Regions from separate parts of the Mus musculus genome. Here all the other regions are linked to region 2. The links are chromatin contacts, called in public promoter capture Hi-C maps. All regions are on one chromosome and are shown on one strand. Each heading gives the region's core, a stretch centred on a gene start, on an enhancer-like site or on the middle of the called end of the contact. The rest is flanking DNA. Distances are from core to core; before and after follow the strand shown.

The links. Promoter capture Hi-C pulls out the DNA fragments that hold promoters and counts their contacts.
Region 1: a contact with region 2 is called in a promoter capture Hi-C map of hippocampal neurons, with 2.3 times the contacts expected there. The contact joins the promoter of Cav2 here to the promoter of Wnt2 in region 2.
Region 3: a promoter capture Hi-C map of hippocampal neurons shows a contact between it and region 2, with 4 times the contacts expected there. The contact joins the promoter of Ankrd7 here to the promoter of Wnt2 in region 2. A contact is called at or near these places in 4 of 39 promoter capture datasets (the 3T3-L1 cell line, cranial neural crest, embryonic stem cells and 1 more).

What each region holds. Positions count from the first base shown.
Region 1 is chr6:17,278,903-17,283,420 of GRCm38.p6, forward strand. It overlaps Cav2 (caveolin 2), which reads left to right and starts at 2,283. Exons shown (of 3, transcript NM_016900.4): 1 at 2,283-2,608; 2 at 2,993-3,180. The coding sequence starts at 2,459.
Region 2 is chr6:18,027,867-18,032,250 of GRCm38.p6, forward strand. Wnt2 (wingless-type MMTV integration site family, member 2) reads right to left here and starts at 2,579. Exons shown (of 5, transcript NM_023653.5): 1 at 2,339-2,579; 2 at 58-284. The coding sequence starts at 2,421.
Region 3 is chr6:18,864,506-18,868,660 of GRCm38.p6, forward strand. It overlaps Ankrd7 (ankyrin repeat domain 7), which reads left to right and starts at 1,813. Exons shown (of 6, transcript NM_029202.2): 1 at 1,813-2,222; 2 at 3,477-3,591; 3 at 3,739-3,912. The coding sequence starts at 1,978.

The sequences.
Region 1 (4,518 bases), core at 1,033-3,532, 750 kb before region 2:
AACGAAATCCTACTCACAAATACTAATTTATGATCAAGTTGTACTCCACCATAATTTTAATATGACACCTAAAACTCTTATTAGAAGGCAAGATACATGATAATAGCTAGAAAAAGACAGCACCAGCATTGATTTTATATGAAATTTAACGTCTCCTTCCTTATAATTGAATTGCTTTTGAGGCTCATTGGAGGATAATCCCGCACACTGGAAGTTCTAGTGTGGACTCGGCCATTTGGCTGCAACATCTTCTTTAATTTTTCTCTTTCTTAGAAAATCTATCAGTTTAGCATGAATAAGACCATCTTTGCTGTGTAGAATCATGCTGTTTTAATCCCCTTCAAAATAATGGTAGCTGCCATAGTATAAGAATATTCTAAGAAGATAAACAAAATCATTTTATAGAAAGGCTTAAAAAAAAACTTGAATTAAAATAGTGAACCGGGCAAGCATGTTATTAAAAATAAGAGTGTCATCAAGTCCCAACCCATGGTAGAGGGATATATTCAGTAAGTCAGTATGTGAGTCTTTCTCTATTGAATTCTTCATGGCATACGCCAACTCTAGTCAGGTTCTATTTTTATCATGGGCTTCAGAGACAACTTTTATAAATACCTATAATTTTACAAATGAATCTTTAACTGTAACTGCCCAATAAAAGACATGGCAGTTTTACCTCTCCATGGCCTGTCTCCACTGCTTGAAAACTCAGCAGTTATTTGCAATAGGTCTTTCAATTGTCCTAAGGAGGACAATGGAAATGTGAAGGTATCTGGAAGACTTGGAAGGGATGAAGCCCCAGGGTTAGATGTCTGGCCACCACCCTGACTGCAGCCATGCTTTTTCTTCTTCTTGAGAAAGACCTTACAACTTTGAGGAAATGTAAGCTTTACAAAAAGATTAAATGGATCTAAACTGTCTCTTCCAAACCCTGGAAATCAACATGAAGGCCTCCCCTTCAAACTCCTGCCATCGGGCGTAGCATCTAGACCCTATCTGATTCTCAGAAAGTCCGAATGAATGCAGGATGGTGAAGTGCTGAGAAAACAGTGAGTGTAAGGCCTATACCACCCCTTCGAATTAAAAAGGATTTAAATAAAACCAGGAAGGAAAAGTATAATCAGGGGGAGGGGGAAGCTTGAGTAACGGGACTCGGTGAGGGGGCGAGAGAAGAAGCCTCCAGGACGTGGGATTCAACCCTGCGCCATTCTGCATTACTGACATGATGACCCACACACTGCAGTGGAAGAAGATACACTCCCTATTCAACTATGACATTTAGAGTTTTGCCTTCCAAATATGTTCTCCGATCAGTTCCCAGGTTGTTTAGTTGGTTGTTTTGTAACTTGTATTACTCCCCAAATAGCCTTTCCTTTTCCAAAGAAACCTTCAAATCCATTTCCTACAAGGGATTTGATTTGTGCAGCAGGCTCTAAAGCCGGCTGTCCAGAGCAATGCCCATTCTTTGGTACTATAGTTTGGGGTCTGGGCAAACTGAAAGCATCATTCCATATCTATACTCACCAAGTTCCTATTTCGCGCAGGCAAAGTTTTAGGTTACCAGATGGCAAACTCTTTATGCCAACTCCTCCCTACTGAAGCTCTTGAGAGAATGGTCAGCGGGCTTATCCATGTACCATGATGTAGTTATATGCTTGTTTATGCTGCTCCTACGATGGCATTACAGACCTGTCTGCACGGCATTAGTTCCTGCAGTCTTTGAACAAAATCCTGATTTAAGGGAAAATCCAAAGTTAGTTGTAGTTTGGAGGCAGAAGAGCAGACCTATCCTTGGGGTATGATGGCAACAAACTCCTATAACAACTTACATAACCAACTCTGGGGAAACAAAAACAAAACGAAAGGGCTGCTGCAGTCCATTATCTATCAACAAGGTACGCCTTAGCCTCACGATTCAGCTACAATGCTTGCTGTGAGTTGGGGACCAAGTAAAAGTTAGGAATTAACATCTCATTCTCTCAGGATAGCTCTGAGGAGCAGGTGCCACAACTCTAATCCAACCAGTAGATGCATGTAGACTTCCCTAATGCTTGCCCCCTAGCACCTCCAGACCTTCTTCCAGTACACACACCTCCCTGACCAATCTGTCTGCCTTTAAGCATCCCTGTTCGGACTGCAAGCCAAGTGGCCCGGGAGGTCTGCTTTGCCCGGCTTCACCAAGCCAGGAGATGACTCATCGAGCCGGTTCCCCGGGCTCCTTGGGGCTTTGGCAAACAACTGGAGAGGTGCCCTCCCTCCCCGCAGGCCCGGCGGGGCGGGGCGGGGTTCGGCCAGCCAAGGCTGGGAGCGGGAACCGGCAGCGGGAAGCGGCCGCCGCCCGGGCAGCCCGAGGCTAGGCAGGGCGAAGCCAGGCGGGGCGGGGCTGAGCGCCACGGGAAGGGGAGGCAGGGCTGCCTAGGGACCGAACGACCGAGCCACTCTTGCAACGCCAGCCACGATGGGGCTGGAGACCGAGAAGGCCGATGTGCAGCTCTTCATGGCCGATGACGCCTACAGCCACCACAGTGGCGTTGACTACGCAGATCCTGAGAAGTATGTTGACTCGAGTCACGACCGGGATCCTCACCAGCTCAACTCTCATCTCAAGGTGAGTTTCAGGCTGGGCTATCACTCATCTAGGCTGGAGGCTGCTAAGGGTCCCTTGTATGCTGCAGGAGGATGACTCTTGACCTTCTCCCCAACAGTGGGGGTTGGTCCCATTGCTAATGCTGGTTCCATTGGCACTCTGCCCTGGTCCCACAGCCTTCAGGCTCCCTGAACAGCCACACAGTGTCCAACTCCTGTGTGCCCAGTGTCACTCTAAGAAAAGCTGAAGATACTCTAGCCAGGTCGCCTTTCCTTCGGACTTCCCCTTCTTAGAGTGCTTCTGCCACCACACCCCCCACCCCCACCAACTTCGTTCCCTCCCCACCCCGACCCTATCCCCGACAGGTTGGATGACGTCATGAGTCCTTGCATCTTGTCTCTGCAGCTAGGCTTCGAGGATCTGATTGCAGAGCCTGAGACTACACACTCCTTTGACAAAGTGTGGATCTGCAGCCATGCTCTCTTTGAAATCAGCAAATATGTGATGTACAAGTTCCTGACCGTATTTCTGGCCATCCCCTTGGCCTTCATTGCGGGTATCCTGTTTGCTACCCTCAGCTGTCTGCACATCTGGTGAGAGGGGACACATGGGTTGATTCTGAAGCTTACAGAAGTTTTTGCCACCTGCTCTCTGCTCTTCCTATTTCCCAGGGCCCATTTGCAGAGAAAACGCTTACATTAGTTCCCAAGGGTAACAAGACCTGAGAAATCTTGAAGGGCAGTGTGCTTTCTTTAGAATAATAGTCCCGGCTGAGAGTTTAAACAGAAGGAAGCAAGGGCCTCTTTCCTGGGTGTGATTTTTCCTTCCATGCAGAAGGCTGAGCTGAGTGTGGAGGTGGGGGCTGGAAGGCCACTTCCTGTCATAGGCTGCTCTCTCCAGGGCCTGTTGTGACTCGTGCCTGTGGTTCTGGGCAGGTCCTTTCCTCCTTTCATTGACTTTTATTCAGTCACCATCTGTGCTTGGGCAAAACAAACGTTGATCTCAGAGAAAACAGCGCTTACATTCTGACCCTTGGAGAAGGGCAGACTTTAGTAAAACAGTGCTATGAACTGAGCCACTCAAGTCTTGCTATTGGTAAATGGCAGCCATGAACCCAGGGGAGACAGGAGTGTTTACAATGATTGGGTTGAACATCTACCACGAACAAATAAAATGTTAAGCTATGAAACAAGGGGATAGGCCATTACATTATTGTTTCACTTATGAAGCACACACACACACACAAATGCCATCTAGTTACAAGAAAAAGAAATATGGAAACCAATCGAATGTTGGGATGTCTGTAAAGTTATTCACGTTCAAGATGCATCATAAGCTTTTTTAAGCACTCAAACTTGTCTTAAGGGAACTAGCCCACTCCTCCAAGAAATGTTTTTTGTGTTAAAGGTTACCCACTTCATTCAAAGAATCATCCCCAATGTCACAATAGTTTTCACGCTGGTACCTCAAGGTGGTCCTGGTGACACGTGTGACCCTAGATACCACCGTTTAGTTTTTCACATCATGGGGCATTGCCACATCCCAGGGCAGTCTCAGTGTTCAAAGAGTTATCCAACTTACTCCTTCTTTCAGTCTCGAGGTACACTTTGCTGTGTTAGCTCACTAGTTCTGCACACCAAGCCTATTAGGTGCTCAGTGTTGCTGGGTGAGAACACAAGCCTTTCTTCAGCTTGCCCATCACCAGGGAGGGGGATTTAGAAACAAACCCAAATGGTGAGAAAGCATGGTGAGCAAGCAATGGAGGAGCTGGGAAACAAGGGTAACTTTGTGAGGGAAAGGAATCTGAAGACCAAAAGAAGTCTTTTGGAAGATAAATATAAATTCAGATGACGAAAGGATAAACAAAGAATACCAATTCAGTCGCTTGAGGCTCTAAGCAGTCATCTTGAAAGGGCCAAAAGATTGCCAGA
Region 2 (4,384 bases), core at 1,329-3,828:
GGGAGGGGGGGGGGCTTTGAGTACAGGTGCAGGGAGGGCCAGGAGAAGGAGACTCACTTCGGAGGAGGACCCGGCCAAAGAGGCTGTGATCTCTGTCCAGGGTGTTGCAGTTCCAGCGATGCTGGCGGAACTGGTGTTGGCACTCTGCAGTCCACTCAGCCACACCCAGGCCAATGGCACGCATCACATCTGGGTGTCGGTGGCACAGCTGACGCTGCCGGCTCACCAGGCCTGGCACATTGTCACACATCACCCTGGAGGAGCCACCTGTAGCTCTCATGTACCTGGAAGAGACCAACAGGAAGGCAAAGTTGATGTTAACAGACAGGCCAGACGTGATGCTCCCTGGGAGACTAGCCCTGCAGCACTATTTGAGGATGAATTGCTTATTCCCTGGTAACATTAAAAGGCAGGGGTTATTTGATTGTCATTCAGTGAAGAAACAGGCAAGGGGAGCACGGCCAATGACGGGGTCAAAGCTACCCTCCAATACAGTGGATGATTATCTCCCAGAGCTGGGGCCACCAAATGAAGCCTTGGACAGGGAGGCAGAGGCAGTAGCATTGTGAAGATGGGGGCTTGAAGGGGGTGGGGCAACACATCTCTCTGTGTTAGGGAGAACACAGAGAGAATTTCAAAGACGTTGCCATATGTCTGTCTTTGGCTTTGGGGGAAGCTGATCTTTAGAAGTTCCTCACTCCCATTTGTTGATCCTAAATGTCTTCAAAACCTGCCAGCATGTATCCTCTTAGCACCTGCTGGGATCTAATGCTACAGTCTTCTTACAAACATAATATCTTTTCCATATTAAAAAAAAAATCCTCAAAATGGTTTCCTTTTCTGGCTCTTTTTTTTTTGGCATTTATAGAAACTTTTGGGGAGAAAATATCTTTTCTATTGTTATCACCAGCACTAAATATTTGAAAAAAAATCAGCATTATAGCTCCATAAAGTATTTTTTGAAAAGAAACTTTAACAAAAAAAATCACATTATCATCTCTAGGCAGATGTTCTCCATTCGTGGTGAGAGGTTTAGAAAGGCACCTTTTATACAACCCAAGTTGCCATAGGTATCTTTTGAAAGTGGCCAAATAAGGAATATATCTTTTTTTTGCATTCCCATTATTTTATATAATCATAAAATCATTGCAGCTGTGACTCAAAAAAATATATTTAAGTGACAGCTGAGAGACAGTGTGACAAAATGCCCAGCGGTAAATAATGTTTATACACACATGGAAACAGAAATAATCATTTTATTGAAAAAAATGATCAGTCTGATAAATCAGTCTTTGATCCTGTGTCAGCAAGGTGAAGCCTAAAGGCCTTCATGTTCAAAGATCTTAGAAAGGAGCTGACCCCCCACCCCCTCTTACCATCAGTGCTTCCCTGTTCCTCTCAGGCATTCTGGAATCTAAATAGTCCATTGATTTTGTCCTGTACTGTATTTGGTTAAGATCCTTACCGTTGTCAAACACAAAAGCACGCGCGCGCGAGCGTGTGTGTATGTGTGTGTGTGTGTGTGGCCAATCTTTCTGAATTGTTATCAGAATACTTTAATATCTGATCTGGAACTTTATGTACAAGAAAGTTTCAGAGCTCAGAACTCCATCTCTTTTCCAGGTCAGAAAGTTGAGAGATGGAGGCGATTTCTAGATTGGCAGAGTGTACGCATAGTAAATCACATATCCGCCTATTGAGACAGCAGCAGTTACACTTTAGGGAGACAGTTTTGAGCAGGGTAGCATAATGGGCACCTCAGTCCCAGTAGTTTTGCATCTAGGCAATAGTCTCTACCTGGAGGCTGCTTCACTAGGGTGAAGCACGAGGAATGCGGAAGGCCAGGAAAGAATACAAAATCACAGGCTTAAGGTTCTACAACTCCAACAGCCTGGACTGAGCTCTCTTGAGGCAGTTTTTGAAGTCGTGGGTGTGGGGGGAGGCAGTTGTAGTTTTCAAGGTGAATTCACACACACACACACACACACACACACACACACACACACACACACTGCTAGAAGTTACAGCTCAGGCTAGCACATTTCTCAGTGGAATAAGGTATTGGCTGCTTTTGCTGTCACTCAGCTGGCTCCAAACAAGCGAACATTAAATCCCTCATTTGTGGGGCATGTGAATTGTTTTGGAGTTGTCAAAGCTAAAATGGGTTTTTGAGAAAAGCAAAGGGGTTCAGCTTAGGATGCTGTGCTAAGACATGGTTGTTTCAGAATCCACAACTGCCGGGACTGGGAATCAGCCAGGGAGGGTCTCTACGACCAGTAGGGTCCCCACTCCCATCTCCAAAAATCCATCAGCACCGCGCCCATATGCGGGGACTTACCACCATGAAGAGCTGACCTCAGGGGTGAGCCAGGTCAAGAGCAGAGGGAGCCAGAGCCAGATTCCACCGAGAGGGACGTTCATATTAACCCCCTTGCGTCTACATCAGGTCAGACTCCGTGTGCGGGCGCCATGCGTGCCCGGAGCAGAAGCGCTCAGCTCCGGGAGCGCCTCGTCACGGCTGCCGGCGCCTCTGCGCCCCCGCCCCCCCGCCGCTCGCGTCTGCGGCTAGTGGTGAGACTCACTGATAAAGTTTCAAAAGACGAGCCCAGCGAGCGATAAAGGGCAGCCCGGGGCCGCCTCGCCCACAGCCAATTCCCCAAGCACTGCGAGCGCAGGCAGCCCCGAGCTCTGCTTGCCTCCCGCGCACCCTGTCCTTTCCGTTCCCCTCCAGGCGCAGCTAAAGAAGGGGGCGCCTACGCCGGGCGGGGGCGTAGGGGGCACTGGGTTTTATTGAGGAGTGGAAGAAACGATGGCAAGAGCTATCTCCGGGTGAGGAGGGGCAGAGGAGGTGAACAAACCTCGGAGTGGCCCGGAGCAACATAGAGGCAAAAGCACCTTTTGGGAAGTTCCTAGCCAATGATACACAGTATGTTAGGGCCACCACCAGAACCTAGGCTCCACTTTGTCAAGGCTAAGAGTTTCTGCTAAACTGAGGTTCGAGCAAGATCGTGTGTAAGGGATGGGAGGGGTGAGGAGATAATTGCCCATAGGATAAAAGAAAACAAAAATGATTTCCAACTCATTGCTTTGAGCACTGGGAGATAGATACTCATGGGAATTGGGACCTGCCATGTCTGACCACCCAGTGTCTGACCAGGTTGAGAAGGAAAGCCTAGGCCCCGAAAATGAAGACCTATGGCCCCGATCCTGTGTGCCATACATGAAGGGAGTAGGGGAGAGGGGCTGGGACCCAGGAGATCTCAAGCAACAGTTTCAGTCTAAGCGCCCTTGGGAAGATGTGGCTTTTACGCACACACAGCTCCTCCTTATGCTGTTGAGGGAGTGCAATAGATGACAGAGGGGCTCCTAGGCAGCCAGGTATCTATCTGCTCCCTGGCTTGGACTGCATCTCTCCAGGCAGGGTGTCCAACCTGTGCGTCTGGCTGAAGTACAGTGAAAATACAGTGACGCGGGACCTCGGACCTGGGTCCCTACAGAGTAGAGATGGGGCTTGGGCCCAAGGGTGGAGCATCTTGAACAGCAACTGGCTTGAAGCCTTGTGGTTTATCACCGGAAAGGACAGACCAGGAACTTACAGCGACCTTGAACTGTTCCATTGCTCTTTTCCTGGGGCGGGGGCCCCACCGCCACCACCACTACCCAGGAGCGTGCCCGGGGGAATGGGGAGTATGAAGGGGTTGTATGGTCATTGTATATCGAGCAGGCACGCGGATAGGAAGGATAACGGTACTCCCCACCCCATCCGCATCTTCCACCTCTTGGGCCAGGATTCGCCAGAACGTCAGCTATGGCCCAGCACCGAGCAAGCAAGCGGTGAGAGGCTGGACGAGGCACAGCCCACAGATGCCAAAAACCTGAAAGATGCTGTCATCGCCACCCCCTTCCCCCTCTCTGTCCATGGCAGGTCCGGCCCCTCCCAGGCTGACCCAGATACATCCCCTTTTGGGTCCGGAAAGGGAGGAGAGGGAAACAAGCACCGCGCCACCCACGACTCGGGAAGAGCAGGGCTCCGCGCCAGAGCTGCTCCATATCACTGGGCTGCGACCCAGGGGAAGTTCTGCTTCGTCTTCGCTGGGCGAGGGAGGGGGTGAGCTAGGCTCTGAGAAGGAGCGCGCGCTGACTGGGGAGGGCCGGGATCGCTCCCAACAGCATTACCTCCTGCACCTCAATTTATGGTCACCAGCTTCTTCCCGAAGGAAGCAGAGGAAAGAGCTAAAATTTATCTTCACCCGCTGCCGCCATTCTAAGTTTGTTGAAGTCCTGAAGTTTCACTTCTAGCAGTAACTGAAACCAGGCACTAGATGCGATTTTAGGGGAAGGTAGACAGGTTACAGGCTTCAACCGTGGACAATGAAAACTTTGA
Region 3 (4,155 bases), core at 563-3,062, 840 kb after region 2:
ATATGTATCAGAAGATGGCCTAGTTGGCCATCATTGGGAAGAGAGGCCCCTTGGTCTAGCAAACTTTATATGCCCCAGTACAGGGGAACACCAGGGCCATGAAATGTGAGTGAGTGTGTAGGGGAGGCGGACGGGCGGAGGGTATAGGGGACTTTTGGGATAGCGTTTGAAATGTAATTGAAGAAAATATTTAATAAGAAATTTTTAAAAATTTAAAAAATTACTTAGTTAATTAAATTAAAAAAAAGAAAGAAAGAAACTCAAATCTAGGTGTAGTGGGGATTTTGGTTTCTTTAAAAACACACAAATGTTGTTTTTATCTTAATATGAGGCTGCCTCAGATTGTCCACAGCATGCATGATTCATCTCTGACAGGGGTCTGATTTTGAAAGGTGAAGATAGTTTATATTTGGAATTCTGGGAACCCTTGAGAGGGTATATCAAGTGTCCCAAGAGAGGTGGCAGCTGCTGATGCCCTTGCTGTTGCTGTTGCTGCTGTTTGGGTGCTGTTGATTGCTGCTTATTTCATAGAAGGAATTTATTTGCCTCAAGGAACTTGATACCCTAATCACCAGGAAGTAGTCTCATGATGCCAACACCCCATTTCCAGTCTAGTATTCTTTCTCTCCTGCCTAGTGTTGTGGGGTTGGAAAGGGATATGGATTAGGGTGGTAGAAAGGGGGAATCTATAAAGTAGCCAAAAGTCTTTTGTTTTTTTATGTGACATATCCTAACACATATTTATCCTAATCAGAATTAGTGATCAGAGAAGTAAACTTGTAAGACATAAGGAAGTCAGGGGAGATTTTACTTAAGCAATGTTATCAGGTAGGCTACAGTGTCTAGGGCACATAGAATGATACTGGCTTTTGATAGTAATGTGGACATATAACCTACATGAAAAAAATGGCAAGATGGGTTTTTTGTTTGTTTGTTATTGCTTTGGATAAGATGCAGGTAATTAGGTAGGTTTATTTGACTCGTGTAGAATTTCTCTACTGTGATTCTCAAACAATTATGAAGCAAAGTCATTAGCCAAGGGGCATTGAAGAGAAATGATGTAACAGGGGAGAGGAAAGGGACAACAGTTGGGGTAGGAAACTAGTTAAGTGTTGATGGACAGAGTAGCAGTCTTCTTAAAGGTCATGTTCTTGAACTGAAAAGGAAAACCGACGGCATGGTGGTTCCCTTTAGTCCTATTCAGAGTCTCAGAGTAGATAAAACAGGTTAGAGTTTACTAGGGCTTAGGTTTAAAGGACATAAGCAGAACAGGCACATTTACTGACTACATTTACATGGAAGGGATTTTAATGAGTGGAATTCAGTCTGGTTAAGTAGAACACAGAGCATACAGGGAAAGGTGGACAAGGGCAGGGAAAAGCAATAGAGTTAATGAGCCTTAGATACATTGAGCTCAGTCGTCAACGGACTTTTAATTTTTTAAGTAGACAAGTTAAGGTGGAACATGAGGGGCATGTTTACAAAGTGTGCTTAAAATTGAGATCATCCAGAGATGATAGGTATAACAAGCTATAGCACGTGACCATGCAAGCGGAGACAACACCACGGGCAGAAATCCACCTTCTTCAACCCACATTGATTTGGTTAAATTAACAAGCGATTTCATCCATCCTTGAAGGAAAATGGGCTATACACTAATAGGTTTCTATCCAAGGCTCAGGATTTAACGGCAAGATTGTGTATGTGGCCATAATACCAAAATCAATCAAATATGAAAATCCAGTTCCGCTAACTGGATCACAATCAAGGCTGCAGCTGCGCAGTAGAAGCTCTGCACAGTTTCTAGGCAACAGATATAGCTGCTTTGGTCCCTGGCTATAGCCAGGCAAAGATTCTTGTCAGCACACAAGTCTAGATTTGGTCAGATCGAGAGGCAATTGTGAACAAGGTGGTTGCGGCAGAGGACCCGGGCTGTTGGTTAGGATTCCCAGGAACATCTTACTTAGAGATCTTACCATGAAGAAGTTCTTCCCCTTCAGGGGAAAGAGGAAGACAGATGATTCCCACAGCCACTCCTCAGAAGTGCCCATTAGCCTGGCCAAAACCGCACCGCCCAGCCTGTCCATAGGTGGAGGATATCACCTTCGAGATAAGCACTTAAAGAAACTTCATAAAGCTGCTACCATTGGCAATGAGCAGAAGCTGAAGGATTACCTTGAACGCAAGAAATACAATGTGAATGGGCGGGACAAAAGAAGCAGGTGACCGGAACCTAGGGTCTAGAGAGGAACTGGGGAGGACAAGCTGGGGCAGCTGGCTGTTCCAACTATAGAGAAAGCATGTCAGGGCTGTAGAACCTGGGTGTCATTCTGTGGTTTCCTGAACAGCATCACTGTCTTTGGCATAGGGTCACACATAGGTTTTGGCTCCTTAACTTGCGCATGTTTGCTTGGCTCACTGTTTTCTCTTACATTGGCTCTTTTGCTTCTTGGTATGCGTTGTGCCCCACGGGAGGGTGTATGTGTGTGAGGAAAGGCTATCATCAAGAAGGAAATTACAAAGTCTCTAAGACCTGGAAATACCAAAATAAATAACATCGTTTTGTTTAAAGAAATTTGATAACTTTACATAATGTAACAAACTTCCTTGGGCAGACAATGGTTGCCTTTCTTCTTTTGTGTTACACATTCGGGTTTTTTTTTTTTTTTCTTTTTTTTTTTTTTTTTTTTTTTTTCTTTTCTCTGAGACAGAGTTTTTCTGTGTAGCCCTGGCCGTCCTGGAACTCACTCTGTAGACCAGGCTGGCCTCGAACTCAGAAATCCACCTGCCTCTGCCTCCCAAGGGCTGGGATTAAAGGAGTGCGCCGCCACCATCACCCGGCACACATTCGTGATTTGGCTGAGACCAGAAGCGGGCACTAGATCCCCTGGTCCTGGAGTTCGTGAATAATGTAGCAAGCTTATTTATTTTATCACACATTTCACATACTGCCTGGTTTACATAGTTGTTACATATATTTGCAACATTGGAAATGACAATACCACTTGATGGGCAGAGAAATACACAACAGGGAGAAAGATGCCTTTGACATTGCCCTTTGTATTAGTTAGGGATGTTTCTTAAGTTTTGGAGAGCAATCTGAATTGTGTTAGGGTATCTTATTTTATCATCTATTCTGAAGTCCAGATACCATTTGTTTTTCTTTCTTTCTTTCTTTCTTTCTTTCTTTCTTTCTTTCTTTCTTTCTTTCTTTCTTTCTTTCTTTCTTTCTTTTAAATCAGGAAGAAAAAAAATCTTTTAATTTAATAGAGCTAATTTTCTTTAAAATGATATTTAATTTTCAAGACATTTGTTTAGCTTTTAAAATTCATTAAAATCAATTATAGGTAGCATAATTTTTATTAAATATAAGCGAAGACATAAAACAGATATATTGATATTTAATCTTATTGTTCATGGGTATAATAAATAATTGAGATGTATCTCTAACTTCATGTTTTATTGTATCAATATAGAACACCTTTGCATTTGGCCTGTGCTAATGGATATACAAATATTGTCTCTCTCTTAATTGAGAATCAATGCAAAATTAATGTCCAGGATAGTGAAAACAGAACCCCATTGATTAAGGTGTGTTCCATTTTTCTTCTTTTTAAGTGGAGTGTATTTGAACACTTATTCTAGTGAAATTTCATGTTTTAAGTTGTAACAATAAATGTTCATTCATGTACCTGAAATAGGAAGTTGTCCACTCATTTATTCTTGTTCCACTAGCAGGCAGTAGAGTGTCAACAGGAGAGTTGTGCTACGGTTCTTCTTCTTCATGGTGCAGATCCAAATCTGGTAGATGTTTATAGTAATACGGCTCTCCATTATGCTGTTTGTGGCCAAAATATTTCATTAGCCAATAAATTGCTTCAATATAAAGCCAATCTTGAAGCCAAAAATAAGGTAAGTATCTATGAAAGGAAATATTCATTTCAGAAATTTGTAGAGTATTAATTGCAGATAATTCAGATAGCAGAAGCATATACTTTAATGTAATGAATTTGCCAAACTGAATTGAAAGAATAGGTTATCAAAATCCGATAATTTCCTTCTTTTAAAAGTCTTTGCACTTCATTTTAGACCTTTCATTGTAGACCTTAATCCTGATGTACAAAGAAATGTTTCTATCGTGATAATTTTATAGCC